Linked DNA regions of Mus musculus: regions 1 and 3 are each linked to region 2. Evidence: chromatin contacts called from public Hi-C and promoter capture Hi-C data. All regions are on one chromosome and are shown on one strand. Each heading gives the region's core, a stretch centred on a gene start, on an enhancer-like site or on the middle of the called end of the contact. The rest is flanking DNA. Distances are from core to core; before and after follow the strand shown. Region 1 holds the start of E330012B07Rik (RIKEN cDNA E330012B07 gene). Region 2 holds the start of Pthlh (parathyroid hormone-like peptide). Region 3 has its middle 66 kb from the start of Pthlh.

Region 1 (4,525 bases), core at 1,515-4,014, 84 kb after region 2:
TAAAAAAAAAAAAAGCAGGGAGGGGGGGACGCTTCTACAGTGAATAAAACCTTGACACTGGCAACAGAGGAGTACCCAGCCATGCTTGGCCCACACACAGTGCCACCTAAGCAGTAGGACATGAGAGGAAGCACCACAGAGCTGAATTCCTCTGTAGCCACCTACGACTTCCTGGCAGCCTCCTGTATTACAGGCAGCAAGAAGCAGCATCTCCAATTCTTTGTCAAAAAACAAAACAACAACAACAACAACAACAACAACAAAACCTTTTGTCTGTTTGGTCTGTTTACTATGATTTTTAGTTTTATTTTTTTATTTACTTTATCTTGATTAGTTAATTGATTTGAAACAGGGCCTCACTATGTAGATCTAGTTGATGCCAAAGTATGCTATGTAGACTAGGCTAGCCTCAAGCCAATAGAGATCTATCTGCGTCTGCCTCCTTCTGAAGTACTGGGCCACGAAGCTGGGCATGCCGTTTTGTTTTGTTCTTGTTTTTATGTATATGGGTGTTTTGCATGTTTGTTTCAGTATCTGTATACCACTTGCTGCCTTGGGCCTACAGAGGCCAGAAGAGAGTGTTGGATTCCCTGGAACTGGAGTTACAAATGGTTATAAGCTGCCCTTGTAGGTATGGAATTGAGCCAGGTCCTCTGGAAGGATAACCAGTGCTCTAACTGCTTAGCCATCTCTCCAGCACCAACGGTTTTAGTTTTTAAGATAAGCCTTGCTATGTAGCCCAAGCTTCTCCATATTTTCATTTTTGTCTTCTTATTTTTATCTAACTTTATTTTTCTTTACTTTGAAAGTAGAGTTTTATTTATTTGAGTCTTCATTATTTCTGTTACTTTTACTAATTATACTTTATAGTTTATCCTATTTTTTATTTTGTCCCTTTGTTTCCTTGGTTATTGTTGCTGTGGTCATCGTTTTTATTTAGTTTTTGTTTTATTCCCATGTGGTTGTTCTAGTTTCATTTCTGTTGGTTTGATAATGCCCTGACAACAAGCAACTTGGGGGAGAAAGGGGCTGTTCTAGTTTACAATTCTAGCTCATATTCCATTGCTTCAGGATGCAGTAACAGCAGCGGGCTTGAGACAGCTGTCCACATAACCTCCAAAATCAAGAGCAAAGGGAAATAATCACACAAATGCTTACTCCTTGCTTAAGATCAGCTTGACTGCTCAACTCATATGCAGTTTAGGATTCTTCCTAAAGAACAGTCCATTTGAGTACATATGCACATGCATACATGCATGCACACTTGAGCACATGTGTGCATGCACGCACGTGCACACACACACACATGGGATGGTTCTTACAACATCAATTAATGTTGCTGAGACAACCCCCCACAGATATCCCCACAGGTCAATCCAATAGAGACAATCATCTCTCATTAAGATTCTCTTCCCAGGAGGCAAGCCTGCTGCCATACAGCAGAAGATGGGTGGAAGACACCCAGAGGCGAGAAGGCACCACTATCATGGCAAGTGTGTGGTGGAGAGACAGAAGAAAAAGAACAGTTTATGCAGTATGATAAGAGGAGAAACTGGAAATGTGAGGGTGATGAGGAACAGCCTGATGTGAGTAGTTTGTGCTGCCACCTGAGGCCATGTCTGGGTCAATGGTCAATGGCCTCTGTGGGCACTGCACATGCATGCAAGCAAAACACCTAAACACATGAAATAAAATAAAATATAAACATTTTAATAAAAATAAAAATATCACTGGCTGCTTTTGCCCCAAAAAGGACAGACAGTTCAGCATATATATATCAACAAATGTACCACATGCAAAGAGAATCAAGGTCAACACAAATTATCATCTCAATGGAACAGAAAGGCCTTTTATATAACATAACATCTTTTGTGATAAAGGCTCTGAAGATACTAGAAAGAAAGGGACCATAATCAAGGGCACATGGGTCAGAGCTAGAGCTTACAGAATGAAGAACACCAAAAACATTTTCTCTAAAATCAATAGCAGTGTGGCAATGTCCACTCTCTTTACAGTGATTTAAGCTGAAATGAAAGCAATAAGACAGAAACAGGAATTAAAAGGAAACAAATAGAAAACAAAGAAACTGGAGTATACTTGTTTGTAGATGACGTCATCCTACAATGGGAATGCTCTAAAGACTCCCATGAGACTCTGAGGTCTGGTAAACACCTTCAGCAAAGGGGCACAAGATCAACATACTAGAAGTTATTGTTTTTCCTTTATACCAATATACAGTTATAGCCATGATTTCCCCCACAGGTACAGAAAAAAAATGTGTGTTTAGAAAAACAATGCCTGTTGAACAAATGTTTCTGATGAATCTGGATAGCCTCACGTGGAAAACTGAAACCAGATTCACAGGTCTCACTTTGCACAAAAGTCAGACCACAGTGGACCAGAAACTTACTGTAAGACCTGCAACCACTGGACGAAAGCACAGGAGCAACAGCTCAAAACACAGCAGAGGAGGCTTTCTGAGAGGGCAGCTCTAGCTCCGGAAATGGCTCCAAACATGAAAAATTAAAATAAGGGGCTTTTACACAACAGAGAGAATCAGTGTGCAGGACGGAAGAAAATACTTTGTTGCTTGTGATCTCTTAGGGGCCTGACCTGGTTTGCTTCTCTGTAACTGTGATAAACCCTGACCAAAAAGCACATTAGGCAGAAAAAGGATAATTTTCACTTACAGGTTTCAGTCTATCCCAGGGTAGCTGAGGCAGGAACTCAAGGCAGGAGAACAGTTGCTTACTGCCTTCCTTTCCCTGACTTGCTCAGCTACCTTTCTTATACAACCCAGGTTACCTGCCCAGAGATGACTCCGCCTACCGTGGGCTGGCCCCTCCCACATCAATTAGCAATCAACAGAATGCCCCACAGATGTACCCACAGGCCAAGCTTATCTAAACAGTTTCTCTGGTATGATTTTCCTCCCCTGGGTATGTTCAGGCTTGTGTCAAGTTCTCAAAAACCAACCAGCACAGGGACTAATGTCCACCATATATAAAGAACTCAAATCATTAAACACTCAAAGAACCAATAACCCCATCAATAAATGAAAGGATAAACTGAGCAGTTTTCAAATGAAGAAATGCATATTGTCATGAAAAACATTCAACATTTTTAGCCATTAGATTGCTCAGTGAGCGCACTGAAGCAAGGTGTGGTGCCTGAATCTATAATCCCAATATGGGGGTGGTGGAGGAAGAAGGGCATGTGTTCAAGGCCAGACCAGGAGTTAGAGGCTAGCCTGCACTATACACAAAGAAGCTGGACAGCTATTGTTCAATGACATAGAGTTTCCATTTTACAAGATAGAAAGGGATGGTGGCTACAAAGAGTCATCATTTTCAATGCCACTGGACAGGACACTTTCAGAATGGCCAAAATGGGAAATTTCATGTTGCAAATACTTTGCTACAATTAATACAGGGGGGGGGGGAGCTGAGGAAATGACTCAACGGGTAAGAGTGCTTATTTTAAAAGCATGAGGATTGGATTCCAATACCCAGCACACACACACACACACACACACACACACACACACACACGCAGCAGGGCATAGCTGTGTGTGCCAGTAACTCCAGCATTGGGGAGTGGAGGCAGGTAGATTCTGAGAGCTCGATGGCCAGCCAGCCAGCTTAGCCTCTCAGTGGAAGACCCTGTCTCAGGGCAATAAGACAGAGAGTGAGAGAGGAAGACATCTGACATTCTCACACACCCACATCTTAGTGCACACACAACACATACCCCAAAATAAAACACAAACACTGTTCAATAGCAAGATTCTAAGAAACCAAGATGCCCTCATAGAGCTCACAGTACAGCAGAAGAGATCGATGGAGGCAGTGTCTAAAACGGGCCTCCCAGACTGGTGTTCACAAGGCAAAAGGGAGTGAGGCGAGGGTCGGGTGGGGTGTCCTAACACGCTCTAAATCCAGTTTCTAAATCCAGTACAACCTCACCTTAGTGTAGTCACCTATTTGAAAAATATTTAGTGAGCACTCCTCTTAAGAAGATACTCTCGAGTAGAACGTACATTTCCTTTGAGAAAAACTAACAAAAGCTAGATCTACCGGGGGTCCTAAAATTTTGGGTTCCAGACTCATCAGGATGGCAGATCCCCAGGCGCGGCTGTCTCTCCCCGCAGGCAGGATCACGAGCTTCAAAATACTCTTTGGGCAGCACTAATTGCCTGGATTTTATGATGCGAGAAACAAAGCCGGCTGCTCTTTAATTTACAAAATGCTCTAACATTGAAGACAAGTTCAATATATTATTACTTTAAACTTCACATTTCCCCCAGGAACCAGTTTTATGCGTAGGTGTTTCTTGGACTCTAATGTTCTTTCAGCCTACGGGGTCTTACGCGCAGCGGTGGCTGTCTGTGAGCCTGGGAGGAACCCGAAGCTTTGCTTTTCCCAGAAGGTGGTGCTGATTTCCTGACTCCTGAACAAGATTTGAGCATCCAGGTTATGGAGAGGCTCTACTACAGTCCAAGACTCTGCTAGCACCAGCTTCAAGC
Region 2 (4,574 bases), core at 2,061-4,560:
GCTCATATGGAACTGGACCACAGCTAGAACTTTCTGCAGCAGGGCAAGAGATGTGATGACGGTGTGACTGTCCTTTGAACAGGGGGTGTCTTTGAATCCTATTTGTGGTCACATGCAAGTCCAGAGCTGTCTGCTCAAGGGAGCCAAGAACTTGACTCAGCAAAAGGCTTCTAGTGAGCAGCAGCCCAAATGATGTTCTCTGTTCCCCTCCCTTTGTCCTTCCCTCCCACCCTGTCTCCTTCCCTCCCTCCCTTCCTCCTTCTCCTCAGATATTTCCTGCTAGCCATGGGAATGAGGGTACACAAGTGTGGGACCTAGAGAACCCATTTTCCTAAGACCTTTGTATCTCAAATCATCTTGGGCTCTGAAAAGCATCTCCTAGCTGGGTTTTCAGGTCATGTTTGGAGAAAGCAGAGCATTTCCAAGGTTTAAATGGATGTGGAAAAGTGTGGGGTCCACTTTTCTGGTCACAGGAGGATCTCAGCAGCCTGGCACACTCTTCAGCCCCTCCCTGGAGTGGCGTTCCAGGTATTAGCAGAGTTTTAGCCTCACTTAACCACAAGCTGATCATGAGCAGGCGACTTCCTCCTCTATGGATGTTCAAGCCTTATTCCCTTTCTTTTTGGCAGCCTTGAGCCCTAGCCTTCTCCTCCTGCCTCAGTGGGCGAGTCATCGGAGCTGTGATCCCACAGAATCAAGCGTGGATGCTACTCGAAGGGGTAACTTTTGTCAACAGCCAAGTGACCAGAGGAGAGAAAGGATGTGTACATTTGTTTGGTTTTGTGGAATTTTGGAGACCTGACTTGGAGCTACTGGCAGACAGATGTGAGAATTGGTGGCTAGTCCAAAGCATTACTCAAACGCATAAATCAAATGTTTATTTCTTTGCTTATTGTTTGGCTCAAAAGGAAGACAGAGGAAGTACAGAATACAAAACTTTGAGTTTTCCACTAGCTTCTCTCCATAGAGGAAACACGCGGGTAATACCTATAAACTGGTGACCACCGTGAACTTATGGGTGCGAGGCCCCTCCTTGAAAGCTGGATTTTGAAAACCATCATTTACAGAGTAGGGAACCTAGACACTGCTCGTGAGCTCAGCATTCCCATGAGTGTGGACTGGCAGAGGCAGACCTTCAGAACCTCTTGCTTGTCAAGGTGCGCTTGTGTGACAGGGAGCCTAAGCAAACCTGTCACCTGATCAATCACGTGACCTGTTCATAAGCCTGGGGGTTGGGTCCCCACTTTGTTTCCTTGCTGCCTTGTGACCTTAGCAAGATCGTAATCTAGATTATGATGTCATAAAACACCCTTTGCAGCCAAGGCAAAGAATCGGAGGCTGACACTAAAGATAATTTCTACATCAAGAAAGGAACTCGGTCTGCCTGGAGCAGGACCTGCTTCCTCACAACGGAAAAGACCACTTACACAAAGCTTTTCATTCATTAAAGACTTGATTTTACAAAACAAATATTTCTGAATGAGACTGACAGGATGTCCCTTCCTTGGTCAGAATGTGGAGGAGCTTGTGACTCAAGGAAAAAGTGAAGTAACACAGCATGAGAAAGTGTTTAATTCTGAGGAGATAAAGCTACTTATTCCTCATTGTCCATAGTTTCTCTATAGTTTCTCTTTGTGTTTCCAGGAGAGGAAATTCTTTTAAAATGGATGATGTTTTTCCATTAGCCTCAGAAAAGATGGTGGGTGATGGGGTAGAGAAAGGAAAAGGGGGAAAGGAGGGTCAATTTTGTCTAATTAGGAAAAAAACAACATCAATCAAAGTAGTGTATAGATTCCAGCCTTAAACGCACAGTGTGTCTAGTTTTTGTTTCAGCCTTTTATTGGGGGAGTATTTTTAAGTCAAAGTAATTTGAGACTTGGCAAAGTACCTTTGGATTTTTTTTTCTTGGTGGTGAAGCAAATATCATGTTTAACGTTAAGCAAGTCTCAGGAAACGCAGCAGAATGGTTGCTTTGTGAGTCCCTTCTTTTCCTCTCATGGGGCTCCCCACTCCAGATCAATTAGGGCTCCAGCATCTTTGGGGAAGGGTTATCACAGAGTGTCACAGGTTCAAACTTTCTCTTTTCGTGCCATGTAAACATGTCTAACAGTTACAAATTCTTAACCACTTAAAGGACGTTATGGAAATTCCCGGGTTTCTTTTTAAGGTGGGAAGAAGCCAACTTTTTTTTTTTTTTTACAAGTATGAAGTTTAAAGGAATCAAGGGAAAGAGACAAGGGCTTCTGATGAGAGGGAACCCCGCCCAAGACAGCTGAAAGCTTTAACTGCTGGCGAGCAGCAAGGCTTAGGGGAGGGGAGGGGTGAGAAGTCCTAGGAGTACCCACCCCAGAAGTCTGTAGAGCATCACAGCCCAGGTCTGACAAAGGTCTTTGAGTGACACTAGCCTCCTAGAGAGTCAGATGAAATTTTCCAGCAGTATTGTCTAGAAGGCAAACTTCTTTGAGTGGTTCCCATGTTCATTTCAGCGTGATCTAGGACCTGGGGGGAAACTAGTATTCACACACACACACACACACACACACACACACACACACACACACACACCTCTAGACCCACAATCAGTAACTCACAACTTTCTCCCCCACCCCCCACCCCCACTCCCTGCCCAGCAGCACTGAGAAGCTGAAGCAAATGGGCACTCAGTGAATCTTTATCAGGACATAGAGTAGGTTATCAGAAGAAGGTGAGAAAGAAGGACTCTGCGCATTCCAGGTCGTCTGTGATCACAAAGTGGGTCTTCTTCCTTGCTCACACACCCGTTCTAGGACCTGCTCCAGACGTGATGTCCCCAACCCTTCCCAAACAGTAAGACCCAAAATCGCCTTTGCTCTTCTGGGTGCTAGGTTTAGTCCCCTCCCCAGGAGAAGGCCACACCAGGCAGGAATGCAGTGCAATGCGAGCTTGCAAGCGAGCTTGGGACTCTTGGGATTCTCAGGCCACCCGGGGTTCCTCCTTGCTGTTTGTAGGGACCTGGACTCCTGGACCTGCCACTCAGGCGACAGCAGGCCGGTTCAGGAGGAGGAGAGCGTCAGATCGGCCCACGCGGGCCAGGACTGGGGTGGGGCTCCGTGGCTCCGGGCTCCCCTGTGCTCCCCGCCCCCGCCGGCCCGCTCACCCCTGCCTGCTCCGCCGGCGCGCGTTCCTCGGGCGCCACCTCTTTGCGACTCGCTCACTTCTCAGCAGGTTGGCCCCGGAGCGTGTGAACCTTCCAGGGCTGGGCTCACAGCTACTCTCCAACCTGCGCCGCCCCAGCTGGGCCGCTCCGCCCCGCTGCCGGAACCCGCCCTCGCGGCCACCTGGCCCTCGCATCCACGACACGCGCGCCTGCAACTTGTTCAAGGGCGTTGTGGAATCAACTTTCCGGAAGCAACCAGCCCACCGAAGGAGGTAGACCGACAGCTATGTATATATACGCGCTCTGCCGCAAGTGGCTGTGCACCCAGAGGCCCGGTGCGCAGGACAGCTGACTCCTGAGGAACACCCGCGTTTGAAGAGGGGTTTGACCTGCCCCACGACCCAGAGTGCTGCCGCCAAGACTAATTAGACATTGCTATGGGAGCCACAGCAACGCGCCACGCATCCCCGACGCCTATGTAAAACGCCCGGTTTTCGCTCTTCTTTCAGAGGAAGCTCTCTGATTGCTTTTTCCCCTCTCGGGTCCCTTTTTGCCTGTGCGGTTTGAGAGAGGCGCAGTTAGAGGCGCTGATTCCTACACAAGTAAGTGCTCAGGGGCTCGGAGACACTTTTTTGCTTTCTTTTTCTTGTTTTCTTTTTTCCTCCTAACTTGTGAGATGCCCTCGACTTTGGAGTGGCTGTTGGGAAGCCACGGGGTTCCAAAAGAGGGAGCGGGGCAGTGCGAGGAAGAGATGGAGAGCCGGGACTGACCCTCGGGTTCCACTCTTGCAGGTCCCCAGAGCCAGCGAGCGGCACGATGCTGCGGAGGCTGGTTCAGCAGTGGAGTGTCCTGGTATTCCTGCTCAGCTACTCCGTGCCCTCCCGCGGGCGTTCGGTGGAGGGGCTTGGCCGCAGGCTGTAAGTACCGGTCTTCCTCCTGGGGTGAGGGGTGGGGAAGACCAGCGCCAGCTGAGGCGGGCGATGCTGAGGAAGCCTAGGGGTCCCTGATGGTCCCAACCTGAGTTGGACACAGTCACGGGGTACCTGCTAGCAAGGGGCTGAGCCCAGGAAAGCCATCTAGAGAGCTGGTGAGACCCCAAAATGGACAGGCACGAAACAAGTTTGATGTGCCTTTCCATAAGAGGGAGTCTTTTTCAGAACCTGGGCCGGCAAGATATCTGTCTGCAGGGAACCACCAAAGTTACTTTATCCACCGAGAGGTTCTGAAACTCAGCAGGAAACTGGGGGATTCAGGAACTGTCTGTGTGCCTCTGTGTGTGTCTGTGTGTGTCTGTGTGTGTCTGTGTGTGTGTCTGTGTGTGTGTCTGTGTGTCTGTGTCTGTGTGTGTGTGTGCGCGCACACAAGCGAGTGGATATGTCTAAATGTGGGTGGCAGTCTGTGTGTGAAAAGCAAAAACGTTGTGTCTAGTTTTATTATG
Region 3 (4,612 bases), core at 2,074-4,573, 65 kb before region 2:
TGGTAGTAAGAACTCTTCGTTGCTCCTTCCCGTGGACCCTCCTTTCTATGGGAACTCTTCTCTGATCTCGGAGTCAGAGTACAGGAGTCCCTTTTCTGTACTTCACAACACTCATTTTATATTCAAGGGCCTGGAAGAAGACACTTCAGTATACAGGGAAGAGGGATCCAGCCTCATAATCAAAGATAGAAATGCATTGAGAGGGTATGAACTCAGTCTAGTAGTGAAGAAGGAAGATGAAATGCCATGTTTTAGAACCAGTGGGAACCAGGGTGGTTCTTGGTTTTCACAGACTAGGTAGGCAAAGAGGATTTGTTAATTGGGAGAGACAGTCAATACATTTTGATTGACAACACAGAGAGACACAGAATCCGGTGACCATAAGGCTATTTTAACCGCAGGGCCGACAGCATTCCCAGAAGAAAGATAGGTAGGTAGATGAGATGCCTGCACTAATGAAAGTTATAGCTGTAGGGGTTGTTGACTGTTTCAGGAAAACTTGCTTAGAAATTCACAGGTTTTAAATATACATATATTCATGCTTGATAGATCTGAAATAGGAAGTTGGCAAAGTAAATTCTATAAGATTTGGCCCAACTTGAACCAAAAGGAAAGGAAACAGTCCATGTAATAGCAGAAAATGCTTTACAAACCTGCTTGGGTTTTCCTAGGTTCTCTTCCAAGACTTGATTATATATAGAAATATGGTTGTATTTTCTGGATCCTCTTTTTCATCTCATGGACATTTTCTCAGGCTGCTTCACTGTCTTTTTAAGCTATTCCTAACATCATGTGTGCTACTTCTATAGCATTCACTTATTGAATCTTGTGGATGTTTAGAATTCTTCTTTCTCCTCCCTTAAACAGCCCCATAATTAACGCCCTCGTGTATACAAATTTTCCTTTCTCTGAATTATTTCCTTAGGACAAATGCCATCTGCGTGGGACAGGAAAGATAAACAAAGAGGAATGTTTTATGGCTCCTGAAGCACCTTGCCAAATTATTCCAGAAAAGGTGCCAGTCCATGTTTGCCACTGGTGGTGCCTGATTATCCCAAGTTCTTCCAGTGATACACTGCTAGGCATCAATCCCAGAGGATTTCTCCACAGCATACCTTCTTCACAACAAGGTACCAGGCAACTCCGTCTAAGATCTCCATTCATGTACCCAATGTTGTATTTCTTGGGATTTCATTTTTAATTTACAAGAATATGTTAATTCCAGAAAAAACAATTTTTTGCTTTTGAATGTACATAAAATTATCATTTCTGAGCTTTCAAATGTTTTGTTGAACCCAAATCTTGGGTGTATGAACCCTTAATATTAAAAGAAAAAAATGCTTTTAATTAAAGTTCATCTTAGAAATTTTGTTTTATTTGTAAGCCAAAGTAGGTTAGCAACATTTTTGGAAACATTTAGAATAGTATTTTGTTCTACACACACAAGTATAGATTGTTACTTAATAAAATAATTTTAGCTCTGTTCACAAATTTAATATAGTTTATGCTCTCTGTTAAGTACAGCTATCACAATGACTATCCTTTGTCCCATCAGAACAACATTATTCTAGTGAATTAAACATATAAACACAGTGGATTTTGTGTTTTCTTAACTTTTCCAATAATCTAAATAAAGTTGATGAGATTTAACTTAAAAGTGCAAATCTAAATTACTTAAATAATTGTGTATTTTACATCAGAATGTCAAGACTGATCTATTACTGTGAGAAGCAAAATATTCTTAGACTCAGCAAGATTAATATGTATATCAAATTTTTATTATAAAAGTATTAATACTAAGTGCTTGGCTCTCTCAAACATCTACAACCAGTGCTGGGTCTGCCCTCTAGGCTTCCTGACATGAGTCCTACACCAGAGATTTGACCGGGATTTTTCCTAAATTCTCATTGATAACATTGGAGGAATACAGGGGGCCATGCTGATAGTCCCTAGCAGAGAACTCACAACCTAGATAAATTAATGGTTTCATGATGCCCCTACACAAATATTCCAAATGATCTTCATCTCTGTTTATACCACCAAGGTCTGCAAGTCTTGGCCAGGTTACCCATTTAGTTGTCCTGAGCACTTACCTGGCTTTTCAGCCTACCAAGCAGACACCATTCTTAAGAATACTCAAGTGATATCCAGTGGAAACCTGGACATCCTTTCTGCTTTTGCTTGGCTACCAAAGTCACATCTTAAGAGTCCATTTGACAAACACATTGAGAGACACACTACACACTCACCTGTAGTATTCTCAGAGGCAGACACGGTAAGGGACACGGTACACACTCACCTCGAGCCTCCTCAGAGCCAGGTTTTCATCTTCTCACTGAACCCATGAGTCCCTCTCCATTAAAAGCCCTCTAGAGTCCAGTTCCTGCCTTAATTAACGAGTGCTACATGAGTTTATATCTCACTCGCCATATTTTTGAGTTTGGTAACTAGACTTTTATTATAACAATATTTTGTGGCCAAACCTATCTGGAAGCATATGCGTGTCAAAATTTGGCATGCAAAAGATTTCCCAAGCACTCGATCAATACTTGCCATTATTCTAGCTATAAATGACATCCAAGACACCCATGTTTTGGTGACTGTAGGAAGATTTAATGTCTACACAGTCGTAACCATAATTAGGATACAATGAGCATTTTCTTTCATGTTACTGATATTCACTGAGCTCACACTGCAAATGAAACTCAGGTCACTGATATAGATACATGTATAAAGTATCTCTCAAAAGGTTTGGAGTGTTTTTCTTCCCTGTGTTTTTAGGGCAACTGGTGTTACACATCAGACCTCTTTCCATGTGAGCCCATGTACTCATGCAGGGGTGAGTTTCCGGCTCCATAGTAAAGGAAGACCTAATTTCTAATGTTTTTAGTTACAAGCAATTCTATCATGAAGCCTCTAAGTTTGTGGGTCATTTCCGTACCCAAGGTGTCCCTTCTGTGATGGCAGGATGGACACCAAACTAAAGAGGGGCTGGGGAAGGACTTGGGAGCCCACCCAAAGCCAGGCTAACTCGCTGCATCAGTAAAGTCAGAGACTCCACCTCACACACCTCTCAGCTCCATCTTCCCCAACCATTTTACATTTCTATCCAGAAATAGTAAGAGAAGCCATCCTGTATGTGATAGATAAATGACTCAAGGCCTTTGCACACACAGAGATCATTATATCTTTACAAACCTTTCAGAGAAAGAACAAAGGTTGGGGTTGGCAAAGGAAGAAAAAGTGGAAGTGGGACCCAGAAGGATCAGGGCACCGTCATCGCTGGTCGTTCTGGATTTGGAACAGAGCAGCTGAAGTGACACAAAGCTCCTCAAATAAGCTCTCCGGCTGGAAATGTGGCTCACAGATGGGTTTTAATAGCAAGCCTGAGCCATCTGGTAGCATCCTATTTTAGCTAATTATTCTTGGTAAGTAAGTGCTAAGCCTTTAAAATCATTGTTCAATTTTGTTTTGCTTTGTTTCTACCACCCTGCCTCTATATTTTGATTTCCTGGGGTAAATCCCTGCCCCCGTTACTTCTCCAGGGAAAGCCTATCATGCCTTCTATTCTGAGCAGAAAAGCCCCCTCCACAAACCTCAAGACTGCTTCCATTAGCTCTCTGATGCTCTGTGTTTTCCACCAATGAACTATCCAAAACAACAGAGCTAATTAAGTGCATTCCCTGGTTATCCAGGGCTGCGGTCTTGGGCAGCTCAAAGCTCAAACTGGCTTACACTAAAATGTCTCACCATTTGCTCTGTGCTAGCTCACTACATAGGTGTCTTATTAGATGGAAATAGAGGGTTCAGCTGTCCTTGAATAAAACTGAATATCAATAAAGATGTACCAAATCATCATGTGCCATTGCATATCCTTCAGAGCATGGTCATGCTAAAAAAAAAAAAAAAGATGATTAAGGAAATATGTTTAGGAACATAAGGGGCAGCAGGAGAGAAAGACCCTGGTCAGATGGTAGCAATGGAGAAGAGCAACAACATGAGTCCAGGAAGAGATGGGTAAAGAAGCAACCCAGACCCAAGTCACATGGCTGAGAGATGAGGGCAGCCTGCAGCCTGCAGCCTGCAGCCTCACCCACAGGAGCCTCTAACTCAAGAGTACTTCACTCTCTCCATTCTCATCCCCAGACTCCAGCTCCAGAGTCAGCACTGAGAACCACATGGCCTCCTTGGTGGGTTGGGATGGTATTGGAGGGCATGGTTTCTAGATGAATTCTCTAGAAGATGTTAAAGCATAACTAACCTGCTTCAAATCTCATCTCCCCTGAGGAGCTGTGAAACTCTGTACATAGCCACCTCTGTCTCCCCAGCAGTAGAGGTCTTCTCCTTATCTCACCACCCTCTTTCAAAAGCAGAGGAAAAGCATATGACTGTGTCTGGAATCACTAGTTTTAAAATGATTACGAATTTAACCATTTATGAAAACAAATGTTTCTTTCCAGGGAAAATCAATCCCCTGGGGTGGGGATATAGCACAGTGATAGAAATCCTGTTTAAGCTTGCCCGAGTCTCTGGATTTGATCCCCTGCACAAGACACAAATGGAGAGGAAAGGGGAAGGGAAACAGAGATACCCAAGAATGAATGAGAACACA

What was found. Promoter capture Hi-C pulls out the DNA fragments that hold promoters and counts their contacts. A called contact is a pair of places that touch in the nucleus more often than the background predicts.
Region 1: a promoter capture Hi-C map of embryonic stem cells shows a contact between it and region 2, with 5 times the contacts expected there. The contact joins the promoter of E330012B07Rik here to the promoter of Pthlh in region 2. A contact is called at or near these places in 3 of 39 promoter capture datasets (embryonic stem cells, frontonasal cranial neural crest and hippocampal neurons), 1 of 484 Hi-C or Micro-C datasets (embryonic stem cells) and 2 of 115 datasets of contacts at active chromatin or transcription factors (embryonic stem cells and pancreatic cancer cells).
Region 3: a Hi-C map of cortical neurons shows a contact between it and region 2, with 1.9 times the contacts expected there. The contact joins the enhancer-like site here to the promoter of Pthlh in region 2. A contact is called at or near these places in 2 of 39 promoter capture datasets (frontonasal cranial neural crest and trophoblast stem cells), 4 of 484 Hi-C or Micro-C datasets (cortical neurons, nephron progenitors and uterus), 3 of 115 datasets of contacts at active chromatin or transcription factors (T-cell acute lymphoblastic leukemia, embryonic stem cells and pancreatic cancer cells) and 2 of 9 other capture datasets (adipose tissue and liver).

The regions. Positions count from the first base shown.
Region 1 is chr6:147,178,480-147,183,004 of GRCm38.p6, reverse strand. It overlaps E330012B07Rik (RIKEN cDNA E330012B07 gene), which reads right to left and starts at 2,764. Exons shown (of 3, transcript NR_033640.1): 1 at 2,691-2,764.
Region 2 is chr6:147,262,749-147,267,322 of GRCm38.p6, reverse strand. It overlaps Pthlh (parathyroid hormone-like peptide), which reads left to right and starts at 3,310. Exons shown (of 4, transcript NM_008970.4): 1 at 3,310-3,738; 2 at 3,928-4,053. The coding sequence starts at 3,953.
Region 3 is chr6:147,328,147-147,332,758 of GRCm38.p6, reverse strand. No RefSeq gene overlaps it. Among named protein-coding and RNA genes, the nearest start is that of Pthlh, 66 kb to the right of the region's middle. Within about 2 kb of position 3,323, at least 18 of the 459 cell types and tissues checked have an H3K27ac peak or open chromatin away from gene starts, as enhancers often do. A contact at or near this core is called in cortical neurons, where this site is marked.